Regions from separate parts of the Hordeum vulgare genome. Here region 1 is linked to region 2. Evidence: chromatin contacts called from public Hi-C data. All regions are on one chromosome and are shown on one strand. Each heading gives the region's core, a stretch centred on a gene start, on an enhancer-like site or on the middle of the called end of the contact. The rest is flanking DNA. Distances are from core to core; before and after follow the strand shown. Region 1 holds the start of LOC123428568 (translation initiation factor IF-2). Region 2 holds the start of LOC123428564 (putative 1-phosphatidylinositol-3-phosphate 5-kinase FAB1D).

The links. A called contact is a pair of places that touch in the nucleus more often than the background predicts.
Region 1: a Hi-C map of leaf shows a contact between it and region 2, with 3 times the contacts expected there. The contact joins the promoter of LOC123428568 here to the promoter of LOC123428564 in region 2. A contact is called at or near these places in 4 of 6 Hi-C or Micro-C datasets (leaf and seedling) and 1 of 1 datasets of contacts at active chromatin or transcription factors (embryo).

What each region holds. Positions count from the first base shown.
Region 1 is chr2H:663,742,768-663,749,800 of MorexV3_pseudomolecules_assembly, reverse strand. LOC123428568 (translation initiation factor IF-2) reads right to left here and starts at 5,383. Exons shown (of 10, transcript XM_045112787.1): 1 at 4,742-5,383; 2 at 4,549-4,646; 3 at 4,410-4,455; 4 at 4,192-4,274; 5 at 3,909-3,970; 6 at 3,657-3,718; 7 at 3,382-3,441; 8 at 3,236-3,268; 9 at 3,066-3,131; 10 at 2,605-2,945. The coding sequence starts at 5,311. The coding sequence ends at 2,889. LOC123428569 (tubulin-folding cofactor B) reads left to right here and starts at 5,361. Exons shown (of 9, transcript XM_045112788.1): 1 at 5,361-5,665; 2 at 5,742-5,893; 3 at 5,986-6,104; 4 at 6,316-6,377; 5 at 6,462-6,500. The coding sequence starts at 5,567.
Region 2 is chr2H:663,566,237-663,573,454 of MorexV3_pseudomolecules_assembly, reverse strand. It overlaps LOC123428564 (putative 1-phosphatidylinositol-3-phosphate 5-kinase FAB1D), which reads right to left and starts at 2,189. Exons shown (of 11, transcript XM_045112781.1): 1 at 1,852-2,189; 2 at 722-1,282; 3 at 490-634; 4 at 1-342. The coding sequence starts at 954.

The sequences.
Region 1 (7,033 bases), core at 4,134-6,633, 170 kb before region 2:
ATTTTTACAATATTTAAATATATTTTGATATGCAATGTAGTATTTTTATAATATTTAAATATATTTTAAAATGTCACGTACCATTTTTACAATATTTAAATATATTTTAAAATATACCACGTACTATTTTTATAATCTTTGAATAAATTTTGAAATGCAACGTAGTATTTTTATAATATTTAAATATATTTTAAAATGCACGTACTAGTTTTATAATATTTAAATAAATTTTGAAATGGCATGTAGTATTTTTATAATATTTAAATACATTTTAAAATACCACGTACTATTTGAAAATAGTCCACCATCGTTGTTTTCACCATCAGAAGTCCACCGGGACTACACCTTCGTTGTTTTCAGTGCATACCTTTTTTGTTCTTTTCACTCTTCTTTCCTTTTTCCTTGTCCTTTCTTTTCATAGTATGGCTCCTCCAGTCACACTCAGGAGCTCTATCCCTGTGTTCTCTGCTCCAGGTGGACGCACACTCAGCAGCTCGTGATTTTTCATCACCCGATTTGCTCCCGTTTTCGTGATTGTACATCCACTTTCCTCCCTCCCATGTGAAACGAGGAGACAAACCCATCTTCTCTCCCTCCCATTGTCCCCATCACTTGATCGGTTTCGCTCCCCCACACGTGTCTCGGTATCGTTATGTCACGTCACATGGACGGCCGCTCCAGCGCGTGCGCGCCGCGCAGCATTTATAGGTTTATATATATATATATATATATATATATATATATATATATATATATATATATATATATATATATATACAACATTTAAATATATTTGAAAATATAACATACTTTTTTTGTAACGCTCGAATATTTTTAAAATATCACAAACAGCAAAATATAAGTGTAATTAAAAATATAGACAAATGGGCCGCCCATCAGCGAGGACATGCGTGCGCCGTGGTCAACACCGCCTCTCTTTGGCCCACCAGTGAGACAAATACAGGTTGACATTTGTCAGGGTTCATTTTAGATCGGGATTGCATAGTTCAGGGTACGATCGACAGGGATTTCGATGTTGGGGTTCATTTCGCCGAACCTCTACGAGTTCAGGGTTTAAAATGGACCTTTTCCCCATTGGTGCGACCTCCATGATCCTAGCACCATCCACTGTTCAAGAATTCATCCGATAAATTAGTTAATGGGCCAGTTAATTGCTACTCATTGGTGGCCGATTCGAATAACACCTATTCATCGCGTTAACTTGTCGAGCCGATCAAATGGCTTGTCAGGCCGATTAAATGGCATGTTAGACCGATTAATAGGTTGTCAGGCCGATTAAATGGCATGTTAGACCGATTAATAGGTTGTCAGGCCGATTAAATGGCATGTTAGACCGATTAATAGGTTGTCAGGCCGATTAAATGGCATGTTAGACCGATTAATAGGTTGTCAGGCCGATTAATCTTAGTTGGCCTACTAACTCGTGGGCCAAAAAGGCCCAAATTTTTGGTATGTAACCTCTTCCATACTCCTCTCACTCCTCAATAGCTAGGATTTGATCAAACAGTACCCTATTATGGTATATATCATAGTTGGGAGGATGAGAGTAGGGTATAATACATAAAAAAACTAGAATATGTTCACAGGTTCCTATTTAATCTACTGATTAATGGTCGACCAATTAATCCAATTAATAGGACGATTCACCGATTAATCACTACTCCCAAGCTGGCCGAGCAGCTACCAGTTACCGATTTTCTTAACAATGGCACCATCCAACCATCGGTCTTCCCAGAACAGAGCCTGTCTCCCATCTCCTAACGTTGTTTTCATGGCCGCCATGCACAATTGTAGGGATTGTTTTGGCACATCAATTGTGAACTCACTCCATGTTAGCTAATCTAGACGTTGGGTTTAGGATAGTTGGTTTCTCTGTCAGAAGATAACTGAAAGCATGAGCAGCGATATGTGTGAGCCATGCGGGTAGCTATCGCAAACGGGCGAATAGCTCCCATGCGACGTCGTTGATGTGTGTTATCTCTCATGCGATGTTGTTGGTTGTAATGGCTCTCATGCGACATCTCCCAGCGCAGAAATAGCTGACGTGCGACACTACTGCCTAGACACATGTTTAAAACTCGAATCGGGTGAGCCCCTACGTAATAAAGCGGGACCCACAGTGTGGGACCCAGTAACTTATTCAGCTCAGCATTGGTACAAGAGCAATACCGCGACCTTCCCATCCTCGCCCCGCTCCCCGAGCGTTGTTGTTCTTCTTCTCCGACGATGACGGGCAGCAACGCCGTTCGGGGCCGCGATCTAGCAATGTCGAGCTCCGCTTCAGCCTCCCGCCGCTCATGGCCGCGCCATGGCGAAGTGCCCATGACAAGGTGCCCTGCATGTCCACGTGCCACACCCCTGAAGCGGCTAGTCACATAAACACTTTTTTATACAGTATATGTTGGTGTTCAACTTGGCATTTTAGTTCTGCTCACATAAACAGAGAACCACACTCAGTTTTTTCGTTCTTTCTTTTGGCCATGGTATATAAACCATGAGAACATCTCGATTTGATTTGTCATAAAAGTCGAGTGTACCAAATTCATTCATTCATTCACCGATCTCCTGATTACATACTGTAGATGCCAAAAAGAACTAACTACCATTCCATTCTTCCAATATAATGTGAGGCTAGCAGCTTCTTCTTCACCTACACTCTCTCTACATATCACAGGATAGAACACAATACCAGCGTACACATGATATCCCTGCCTCAAAACACATGTACGTACTCTACGCATACCAGCGTACACATGATATACCTGCCTCAAAACACATGTACGTTCTCTACGCATCTAACAACATATACTCCCGAGAGATACCTCTCTGTCACGAACTTGTACTTCTACCACTAAAGTACGCTAGGATCAGCTGACATCATCGTCGCCGTGCAGTATCGACTCGAGAAGGGCCTCCTCCTCCTCCTGCGTAAGCACAGCAACAAACACACGTCAGTACCATAATATGGTCATCAATAGCAAAACTAGCTAGGAGCCAACTAGAAAGAAAGAAATAAAGCAATAATTGATCGCTGGCTGGCATACCACCAATGCCGTGAACTCCGTCTCTTCATCTATGGCGCTCACGATACTAGGGTCATCCATCAGGTCCTGCATGTTCACAGTTAGGGTTCATATACAAAGTGCTTCTACATTGCGCTACCTATCATTACAAACGTTGTTCAGCGTATAAGAATAGTGGTAACTGGACTTACATCTTCAGCAATGCGTAGCACACCATCCTTGTCCTGCACAATGACATGCCAATCATTAATTATGCATAACTTCTTTCATTATGGGGTTTATGAAGCATCTAGTTGCCGAGAGTTTCTAAATAAAGTTGGAAGAACAACCGACATACCTTAACTGCAACGAACAGAAGTGGATCGACTGGTGTATAGATCATATAGTGTGCACCGTCCTGCAAACAGAGTATCGACGCTAAGTGCCAGCAATAACATATTCACAAGCATGCCGACCGTGAGATATTTGCAATGGCAGCAAGGCATGAATATGTTAACTATTCTGACAAGGCAAATAAATTACAGTCACCGCATCTCTCTACTTGGTCGGAATTTGATTCTTTGGCTACAGCCACAAAACAGGAAGATAAGTAAAGGAATCTAATTTACTCACCAAATTGAAGTTGCAAATCTCTACACCTTCAAAAGGTGCCTCCCCGCTACCACCACTAGAATCTGCAATTTTAATATGACAAATCAAATAGGTAACTAAACAACTAGATGCACATCACACAAGAGATACACCAACTTTTAAATTCATAGCAAGAAAGATATCATTGAAACCTTTTCTTACAAGCAGGAACCTATTTTTTGGGGGGATTACTGACAAAATAATACCACTAGACAGGTTCGTGCTTCTGGTTACCGTGGAATTCTTGGATTGCATCTTCAGGAAAGCAGAAGCCACCTCGTGCTGTGTAACAGAATCTGAAACAGAGGGCAAGAGACTATTACACTATCATTTTTCGACAACGGAGAACTCTCCCCAGCCTCTGCACGCAGACCAGAGGGTGAACTATCATAGTGTTAGTGTGTTACATAAGCAATGAACACGGTTAAATGTACACAGCATTTGTAATGCCCTTGTCTCAGTTCAGTTAAAAAGGTTATAAGTTTGCATTTCTATGGTGTTTCTGTGTGACCCTTACCCGCTTTCTACAAAGTGCATATGTACTCTAGCAAGGGCGTACGCAACCGATGGTATGATCTCCTTAATCTGGTCATCGTCAACCTACAACAGAACGGAAGAACACATACCATTTACCTCATTAAAAACCATGTCCAAAACATGAATATTCTAGCATCAACTGAAATGATGCTTGAACTACAAATGAATCGATCACTATGTACGGAACTGGAGACATACGGCAATCCAGCCGCTGAAGTTGGTGCTCTTGAGCACCTGCACAGGCCTGAAAGAAGGAATCGAAACTGTTACCAAGCAGAAGAAGAGGGGAACCACCTATGAACATTGGAATAAATATGTACATAGTGTGGTTGTTTACATGTCGACGGGGCAGAGAAGCAAGCACTCGTGATCCTGCGTGCTGCTGAACACCCTCCTGATTATGCACTCCAACGGTCGATTGTTGGCGTCATCAATCTGCAGAGATTTGCAAGATGAACTTGGTATAATGCATTTCAAGGAGTATGAATGAATGAATTAGCTAGGACAAAGCTGAATGTGATGCAACTGACGATGGTGACGATGCGCTTGGAGGCGGCGGCGATGCACCGGCCCTGGTCGTCCAGCACGAACCCGGCGGGTGGTTTCGGCATGGCGCCGCCCGACCGTGTGCCCCCGGCGAACCTCCCCTCCCCTTCCTCCTCCTCCTCCTCGTAGTTCCTGTACCCCGCCTCGTCGTCGAACTCCTCCTCCCCCCGCCGCAGAGCGGCGACGGGCGAGCGGGCCATGTCTGCCGGCTGCGCGCGGCCGGAGTGCCCCCTGGGCGGCGGCCGGCCGGCTGAGCCCCTCGGCGGCCCGCGGCCCTGGTGCTGGCGGCTGGGCGCGCCAGGAGGGCCCCGCCTCCCTGGCGGACCTCGGTCGTCGCCTTCGCCGTCGTCGTCACGGGGCCTGGGCGGCGGCCCGCGCCGGCGGTTCTGCGGAGGAGGGCCGCGGTTCCTGGGCGGCGGCCGGGACGACCGCTGCTGCCGCGGAGGCGCAGCCGCGCGGACGGAGACGCATCTCCCGCCACCCGGCTGGGCGCCGGCGAGCTGGGCCACCCGTGGGGCAGCCGCCATCCCCATCGCCATCGTCAAAGCCGCCATCTTTGTTTCAGTTTCACTATCCGTTAGCGAGTCGGGAGGTAGAAGACGAGGAGATAACAGATATTTGCTCGCTCGCTCGCTCCAGTCCAGTGGACTCTCACGGGCCTCATTTGAACCCGGGCCGGGCCGGGCCGCAGACGAGCCCACGTGGAGCCGCTACTACTCCCGCATATCGGCGTCGGCGGCTCCTGCTCCTGCTCCGACGACCGCCGCCACCAGCAGTAGCAGAGGGTCGTCGTCGTCACCGCCGGAGACATGTCGAAGCTGCAGATGCCGGCGGACGACAGCGTGGCGCTGCGCGTCACGCACTCCAACCTCGCCACCTTCGCCTCCGACATCCGCGTCTCGCAGCAGGTACGCTCTCCAGCTTGGATCTCGCTTGGCCTGGATCTTGTCTCCAGCTTGGCTCTAATGGCGGCTCTGCTCGCAGACGACCGTGGAGGCGCTCAAGGAGAAGCTGTGGAAGAAGACGGGCACGGCCGTGGGCTCCATGCGCCTCGAGCTCCGGGACGAGGCCGGCGCCAGGGTCGCCGACCTCGACCGCGACGCCGCGCCCCTCGCCGCCTACTCCCCCTACGACGGGTCCGTCCGCCCCCCACCACCTGCATCTCCTCTTACTACAGTAGCATCTTTCCATTGCTATTGATCTGATATGATGGTCGTGTGCTCTGCAGGTACCGGCTGCACATCATCGACCTCGACCCCTCCTCGGTGACCTCCGGCGGGTGGCTGGAAGACACCTCGCTCGTCGAGAAGTACACCATCTCGGACGAGGCGTATGACAAGCTCGGCAGTAAGCTCTCAGGATGCAGCATTCTGTTTCCAGTTTACAAGAAAATGAATTTGGACCCCTTGTAGAATTCTCAGAGTCTGAAACATAGTTGAGCTTATTCCTTAATCAAAGCTTGCATACATCTAGTAGAAGAGTCTGAAATGTAGTTCAGTTTGTCATTTGCAATCGACTCGCTCGACCGTGACATCTAAGCTTCTTTGCAATTGTGCAGCAAACTTCCGGAAGTTCAAAGAGAAGATGGTGGCGAAAACCACTGTATCGGATGATAACCAGGTAAGTTGCCCATGCTCTGGACTTATTTGTTCCTTTCAAGGCTGCAACAGGCCTGTTTACTCTGTTTCTTGTCCTCTTTGGCAGTCAGACAATCAGATGGAGGAATTGTGTGCCAACATCAAGGTCAGTTCATTTTCTTTGCACATGTACATTAGATTCACAGGCTATAAAATGGAATATTGCCAACTCATCTGCAACCACCTCACTTGCCTATGCATATACTGAGTGGTTTTCTTTTCCGAGGAACGATCTTATAGTTTAGCTTGCTACGTATTGACGATTTAGCATGCCAACGCTGTTGTTCCACATTTAGTGTCTGGTATGCAGTTTGCCAGCTAGCATACTGGTTGCGATAATTTCTTCCTAGCATACTAGTTTAACTTTGATGGAATCTGTGGACATGCTTATGTTGCACATGAAATTACTCGTATCCATCTTCCCTTTTTGGTTGCTAACTGGAGCAGCTTTTGGGAGTATTTCAGTGTATATTTCCTTTTAGTAGCTCCCTGATTTGACTAGCAGTTTCAGTAAAGAACAAATGGAATTCCACTTGGTAAGTATGACTATCGAATACTGTGTACTTGACTCAGTTTTGTGCCAAGATAATTAATGACTTATTAACATGGTACTCTGCTTCGTAGGCATGTGATGTACTA
Region 2 (7,218 bases), core at 940-3,439:
GCATCCCAACGGCCTGGGAAACCCTTCCAAGAACATCAACGTTTTCAACGGCCGCTTCCCGCCCTCACCACCGGCACCGTTATGCTCCTCGGTGACCTTTTCGATGTGGAAGTAGTCGCACTGCTTGAGCTTTGTCGTGGTCATGATGTCTAAAACAGAGACTATAGGAGATCCAGAGCAGCGAGCAATCCTCTGCAACCGGTCGAGCTTCATATCGAGCACCAGGGTGACACCTTGGTTCAGTAGAAGCTCCTGTATGTCCCGCGAAACTGTTTTTTCCACCAGGATGACATCTGGACCACATTTCTCCATCACTTGGCTGATTGCCTTTTCCAAATGGTCCTTTTCCTTGTAAAAAAAAATATATATAAAAACTCTCAAGTTGTGTTTCAGAAAAGAGCATAAATCATCTCTGACATAAAAAAAGACAGTAGAAATGCGGATTCAGTATTTGAAGAAAATCAAATCATATATATGTGTAGTCCCAACCTGTTCCATGGAATCAAATGATGACAGACCGACATCTGAGTCCCCGAGGGCGCCTCGGAGCAGAAGCAGCTTGGGGTTGTGGCACTTGGTGGGCATGTGTTTGTGAGCTGCATACTTCCTGAACACCAACCCGTTGATCACCTCACTGCAAACAAGACACAAACAGCTCCATCAGAACACTCTATCGCCGCATATATGTCTTGTAGTTAGGAGGCTGGTATATGTTTGTTACCATTGTCGGCGGGTGCCGGTGGCAACACGCTTGACCTTGATGTAAGACCCAGGGTCCATTTCATTTCCGGCTTTGCCGTCAGGCTTGATGAGCAGAGCAGCCTCCCAGGACAGGGCGGTGACGATGTCGAGCCAGCCCTCGCCACCGTCGTCTTCCCGGGGCAAGGATATGCCTGCGGACGCCAGGAACCTGGTGGTGAGCATCTTGAGCTGCCTGTCCATGGCCCTGAGCATCCCCGTGTGCCGCTCCTCCCTGGGACTGGGACTAGGACTCGGGCTGGGTTCAGAGTCACTGGAGCTCGGCTGCCCCCAACTGATACCATCATGCCATTCATCATCGTCGCCGTCATCATCATCATCATCATTTGTGTGTGCACCCAAATGGTTTGTATCATCATCATCATCGTTGCCGGCCGCCTCTGGCGGCACCCAGACAGCATCACCGTCCTCGGCGTTGATGAATTCAGCAGCACCGTCAGAGTCGTCGGCATGCTTGGCGGTGGCTTGGTACGCCGGCAGCAGGAAATGGACACGGTTGAGTTTACCGTCGACACCGCCCTCCCTACAGCAGGCACATTATTATCACCTCCGAAGCGGACATGGTATTATACATGAATGAATGAGATGACAGGAGACACACATACCTACTAGTAGTAGTAGTAATGTTGGTGGTGATGATGAGCGTATTGATATTCATGGCCAGATTATCACTGAAATTAAGCTTAGATGCCCTTGCTGCGCATATGTGTCATCATCAGCATGGGCTGAAATGAAGAAATATCTCTGAATTTCCTGCCCCCTTTCTTGCTTGTGTAAGCTGGAAGTGGAAGATATATCCCTTAAAAGATAGGAATGAATTATAATCAATCGATTGTTTGTTAAGGTCAGCGGCTTATAATTGGGAAAGCAGTGGTGGTGCATCTGAATTTGAGGAACATTCATATCATATCATATCATATCCATTGAGAGTAAAAGTTTGAGATTGTATGTTATGTAGTACGTACTGTGTATATGGATAGAGAAGAGAGGAAGGGAATTTCTGTTCTAGTACATATCGAAAAAAAATCAATCAATGAATTGCTTAACCCATCCGTCCGTACTAGTAGTAGTAGTAGGCAGAGAGCAACTTACTCGATAAGGTTTGCAGCTAATTGGTTAGTAGGTGTCGCCTCGGAGGACCCGAAATCAGAAGCCGCCGACGAGAGAAGAAGAAGAAGAAGCAGGCGGTGGACGGAGTTGGACCTGGAATGGAACCAGCAGGCAGCAACAGCAGGCAGTTGCCGCCGGCGAGAGAAGAGAAGATGGTGGTGGTGGACTGGAACCAGGGGCAGCAATGGAGCAACAGAGGAGGGAAGAAATAGGAGAATGAGAGGAAGAAGACGACGAACAAGTCGTCCTATCAATCCAAGAGAGAAGAAGACGACGATGGCTGGCTGGCTGGCTGACTGGTAACTACTCGTGTCGGTGTCTCCCTCCTTCCCCTCCCCCTCCCCCTCAGCTAGCAACCAATCGGCCCAAGCAAGGATTGAGGAGATGGGAGACGATGATTTGACGAGGCGGAACTCAAAACGAAACGATTGATTGATTGTTTTCCTAAAATCTATCTATCTTTCTTTCTTGTGTGCCGGCCTCTCTTTCTTGAAATGATACGATTTTCTTTTTTGCAGAGAGTCTACTAGGCAATCCACAAACTAGGCCAGTTTATATATAATAGTAATATAACTAGTTACTACTTCTCTTGTTAAAAGATTGCAGCACGTTAATTACTGTCCCTCTCGTCTAGTGTAGGTGTAGATACGCCGCGTGGGGCGACAGGCCCAAGAGAAAAAAGAAAGAAAATAGTAGACGTACTAAGCTGCATGACATGCATGCTGACACGTGGCCGATCCATTAGCATCCACCGTCTTCTCCTGTCCAGCTTAGCCATTCCATGAATCAAATCAAACTTGTCTGACGCTGCTTGCTTTGCATCTGCCGCCCTGAATTATTGATTGATTGGAACCTATGAGGAGGCACGCGCCGTTTTCTTCCCATTCATTCATTCATTCATTAATTAACTGTCTCAACTTTTTCGTTAAAAAAATTAACTGTTTTAACTTTATATATACTACTAACTTTAATATAAAATTACATTAAACTTAAAACATTTATTTTAACATGGAAACATCCTCCTTCCATTCATTAATCTGTTATCAATTATTATTACCTTAGGCGAATTCTATCTTCTTTAGTTTAGAATTAGTCTTTAATTTAGGTAGATTACAACTTTTTTTTGTGCGTCAGATGGCAAGATTTGGTGCGAGGTCCTTGGACCAAATCAAGCATTTAACTGCATCGATTGCGGCACCGGCGTGTTGGTCCTTAGCGGCATGTGCACCAAGGCTTTCTGCCTGTCATCGACAAGGTTAAGCGGTTCCATGAAATAGAAGCGACGACAGCCGATTGTTCTACCATCGACAAGTGGTCCAGGAATCTCGGTATAAATTTTATTGTGTTTGAGATGCCATACGATTTTTTTTAATAAACCAGATTCCTTTAAAAAGTCATATTACACAGTTGAGGATATCTTCCAACTTATGAAATTATTATTCCATTTACATGGTTTATTACACCAAGGAATTAAATAATTAACCCCCAAATCGTCAGTATAAATTAAAAGCGATGCTGACTCTCATATCCATTTCGGTCCAGTCAGAGTCGATTATAGCTGTTCGTTTTTCTTCTCTAGATGGGACGTCACTTTAGACACAGTGGTTTGCAGTTGTTCTTTGTTCCTAACTTAACGTTCTGCATTAAGTTTGCACAATAAAATTTGAATTTTCCTTCAAGCTTTTTCTACCATTTCCATCGGTTGTTAGGGCAACCTATTTCCTCTAGGTAGGCAAGACGGTGACCGCTCCCTGAAAGTGAAATAAGTTTTTCCGCACCTAGCCCCCGCCTCGATGGTGTATCTAGCATCACCAGATGGCGCATAGAGGAGTGCCTCCGACGGATCTTGTAGAATTCGGTCGGTTGTTGTCTTTGGTGGACCTGCTCATGTTTCAGTCTTCGTTCGTGTGTCTACAGGTTGGTTCCTTATAATCTACACTTTTCATTGATGGTTGTTATTCTGGTGTGTCGGTCCTATGAGGTCCTTAACACGATAACTTTTCGACTATCTACTACAATAAATTTTGACCGACTCTTATATGAAAGGGACGATGGAGGAGACATCCTTTCGTCTGGCTTCAGTGTTTGTAGTCGTCGGTATATTATCTAGAAATCTGAATGTAATTTTTATAATTTCTGCTATTCTTACTATCATGATTAAAGATGAATAAACTGATTTTTTTTTTTGAAAAAAAGAACAGTTTACATGTGTATAGGCCGGCAACCGAGATCCTCGAAGTTGAGTCACCTAAACTTTGTGGTGGCTAGCATGTGAGTACACCAAGTCACCTAACTTTTTGGCCGGGAAAACTTCTAATCTGTTCATCAACTATCATGGTAGTACAAAGAACGCCAAAAGCAAAAAAATTGCATCCAGATCCGTGTACCATCTAGCGATGACAACAAGCACTTGTTGAGCGAGACGAAGACGCACCATCATCAACATCCCTCTCTCATCGAAATCGGGCAAACTTTGTTGTAGTAGACAAAAGACATCGTGGTAAGGCCTCATGGAACTAGCACACTAGAACAACAATCGCCATTAATGAAAAGAAGAGCAAATCAGAAAGATTCAAGTTATAGAGACACGAAGTTAGACGAACAAAAACAAGATACATGAGGATTCACCAAAGACAGACGCCGACCGTATCCCCCAAGATCCGTGGGAGATAAACCTCCACACGCCCTCCAGTATTACTAAAAAACATTGCTGGACGGGGCTAGGAGAGGAGAACATTATTCCGGAGAGCCACCGTTGTCTCACCTTCCTTACTATGACACAAACCTTACCATAAAAAAACGGAGCGCTCCCACGAACAAGGATCAGGATCCACCACGACTCCATAGCCCTAAAGCCATAGAAGACGACACATGCCGAAGGTTGCATGGTGGGAGGCAGAAAAATCCTATTCGTTGGGTGCTCTTGTGGGAGGAGATGCCAAGGGGTACACCACTTGTTCGTACCAAGTCACCTAACTTTGTAGAGGCTGATATGTGGGTCCACGTGTCAGTCACCGTAAAATCAGGTGACTTAAGTTAGAGAATCTCTGTTCGCGGGCTGGCCGATGCACACTTACTCAGAGTGCACTTATTAATAATACACACATAGGTATGGAAAATCAAAATTTACTCTTGAAATTTTCATGAAAAACATATTGACCAATCATGCTCCATATGAAAATCACAAAAAATCCTTACGAAAAGCTACACTGCAATTTGAACTCGTGTTGCAAAACAAAAACCTATGGTTAGCACTATTTATATTGATTTGTGAAAGAAATATAAATGTGTGATTTTCTTTCATAGTTTTTTTTTTCATGAATTACTTTGGCGAAGTTCTACACATGAACGTATATGTGTCCAGAATAGCATTATCTTATACGTACTTGGCAGGCCACATGTCTGGCTAGCTCTATTCAAGCTCATGTGTGCAAGCAAGGTGACATGATTAGATACACCAATAATTCCTACCGCAATTAATTATGAGAAAACCATGGGTGATTGATAGTAGTATATTCTACATGGTGTTGACCATTTGAGCATCGAATTGGATCGATCTGCACGCCACAAACCAATAATTTCCTGGTCCACATGTACATCCTCTCCACAAAGAAAGGTGTTTAACCGTTGGAGCATTCATGAGGCACTCAATAAATTTTGTTAAACTGTAAAACTATGACATTTCGTAGAAATGTCAATGCGATAAAAGGATTTCTTTTGTGTGTCTGAAAACATAGCTACACAATCAGTGAGATAGAAAATCAATTAGTTAACGAATTAAGACCGGAACTCCGCAGGGCCGTGCACCTGCCAAGCCCGCTCGATTGCCTCGTGATTCGTGAAGTTGTTGGACCTCATACGAGGGCACAGTAAGTTTTAAGTTTCATCCATTGAAACTTCCGATATTTTATCGGAAACTTGTGATTATTGCAAGTTTCATAGATGAAATATTAAGATATTTTTTTGTTGGTTGTAGGCAAAAAATTGTGATTTTATTATTTATGACTATTAAGTTTCAATGGTTAAAACTTAATATTTATTTTCAAAAATCATCAAAATGTATTCAAAATAGATATTCTTTGAAAGTCCTTGTCATGAGAAACACGAATATTAAAACACAACTTAATTTATTTTTTATTCAAAAAATATAAAAGTTAATAAACCAAAAACCAAAGAAAAAACGTGCACTTGGGTGACACAAATTCTCTCCCGAGTTAAGGCGACCATGTAAGCTATATATGCTATCAATATATCTCATGCATGTATCCATGAAATCGAGCCAGCTAGAATTCAGCCACGTTGGTTATGGACAAGATGCATACATGGGCACATAGTCCAAAATTAGATAAGAGACAAGATTGTAGGTACACATGCACGCAAGATGATAACTTTGATGTGGCCGGTCGATCCATTGGGAATAACTGTTAGTGAATCGATATATTGTGATAACTAATAAGTACTATGAAACATCGGTAAATCACATCAGGTGTGGATAAAATCCATCTGTCAAGTCAGGTCAAGTCACTAATACTATGAAAGGTAGGATGGATGTACCAATCACGAATGAAACATAATTAAGGCAATACGTGGGTCCTGAGTGAGTGATAGTGCATCAAGACTTTTCAAATGTCATAGGCAAGGTAAGGTCAACTTTAATATGGGAGCGGCGACAATGCTCACTCGATCGTCCAAGAATCTTGGTATAATTAAATTTTACTCCAATCTACGCTTCGGTAAAAACCAGTATTACATAATTGACGATTTCTTCCAATCAATGAAATTATTATTCCAATTACGTTGTTGATTACACCAGGGAATTAAATAACTAGTCCACAAATCATCTGAATAAATTAAAATTGATTGTGAGTCCCAGGTCCATTTCAGTCCAATTAGTCAATTATTGTAGTTCTTTTGATTTTTCTAGACGGGATGCCATTTTAGACCCGGTTTGCTGTTGTTATGTGTTTCTAACTTAATGTTGTGCGTATTTACACAATAAAACTCATTTTTCTCCACTTTCCATCGGTGGTAAGGAAAACTCTTCTCTCCAAGGAGGGAGGCCGTGGTGGCTCCCTAAAGATTGAATAAGGTTCTCCTTAACAAACCCTCGTTTTGATGGTGTGCGTCTAGCATCGTCGGAGGAATCGCGGAGGTGTGTCTCTAGCGGATCTCACATGATTCGTTCGGTGGTTGTCCTATTCGTATTTGATCTTCGTTTGTCTATGTTTATGTGTCTACAAATTGGATCCTTTCGATCTATCCTTTTTTTCATAGGCGATGGTTGTGTTCTAGTGTGTTGGTCCTATGAGGCCTTTATACGACGACTTTCTGAATTTCTACTATAACAAA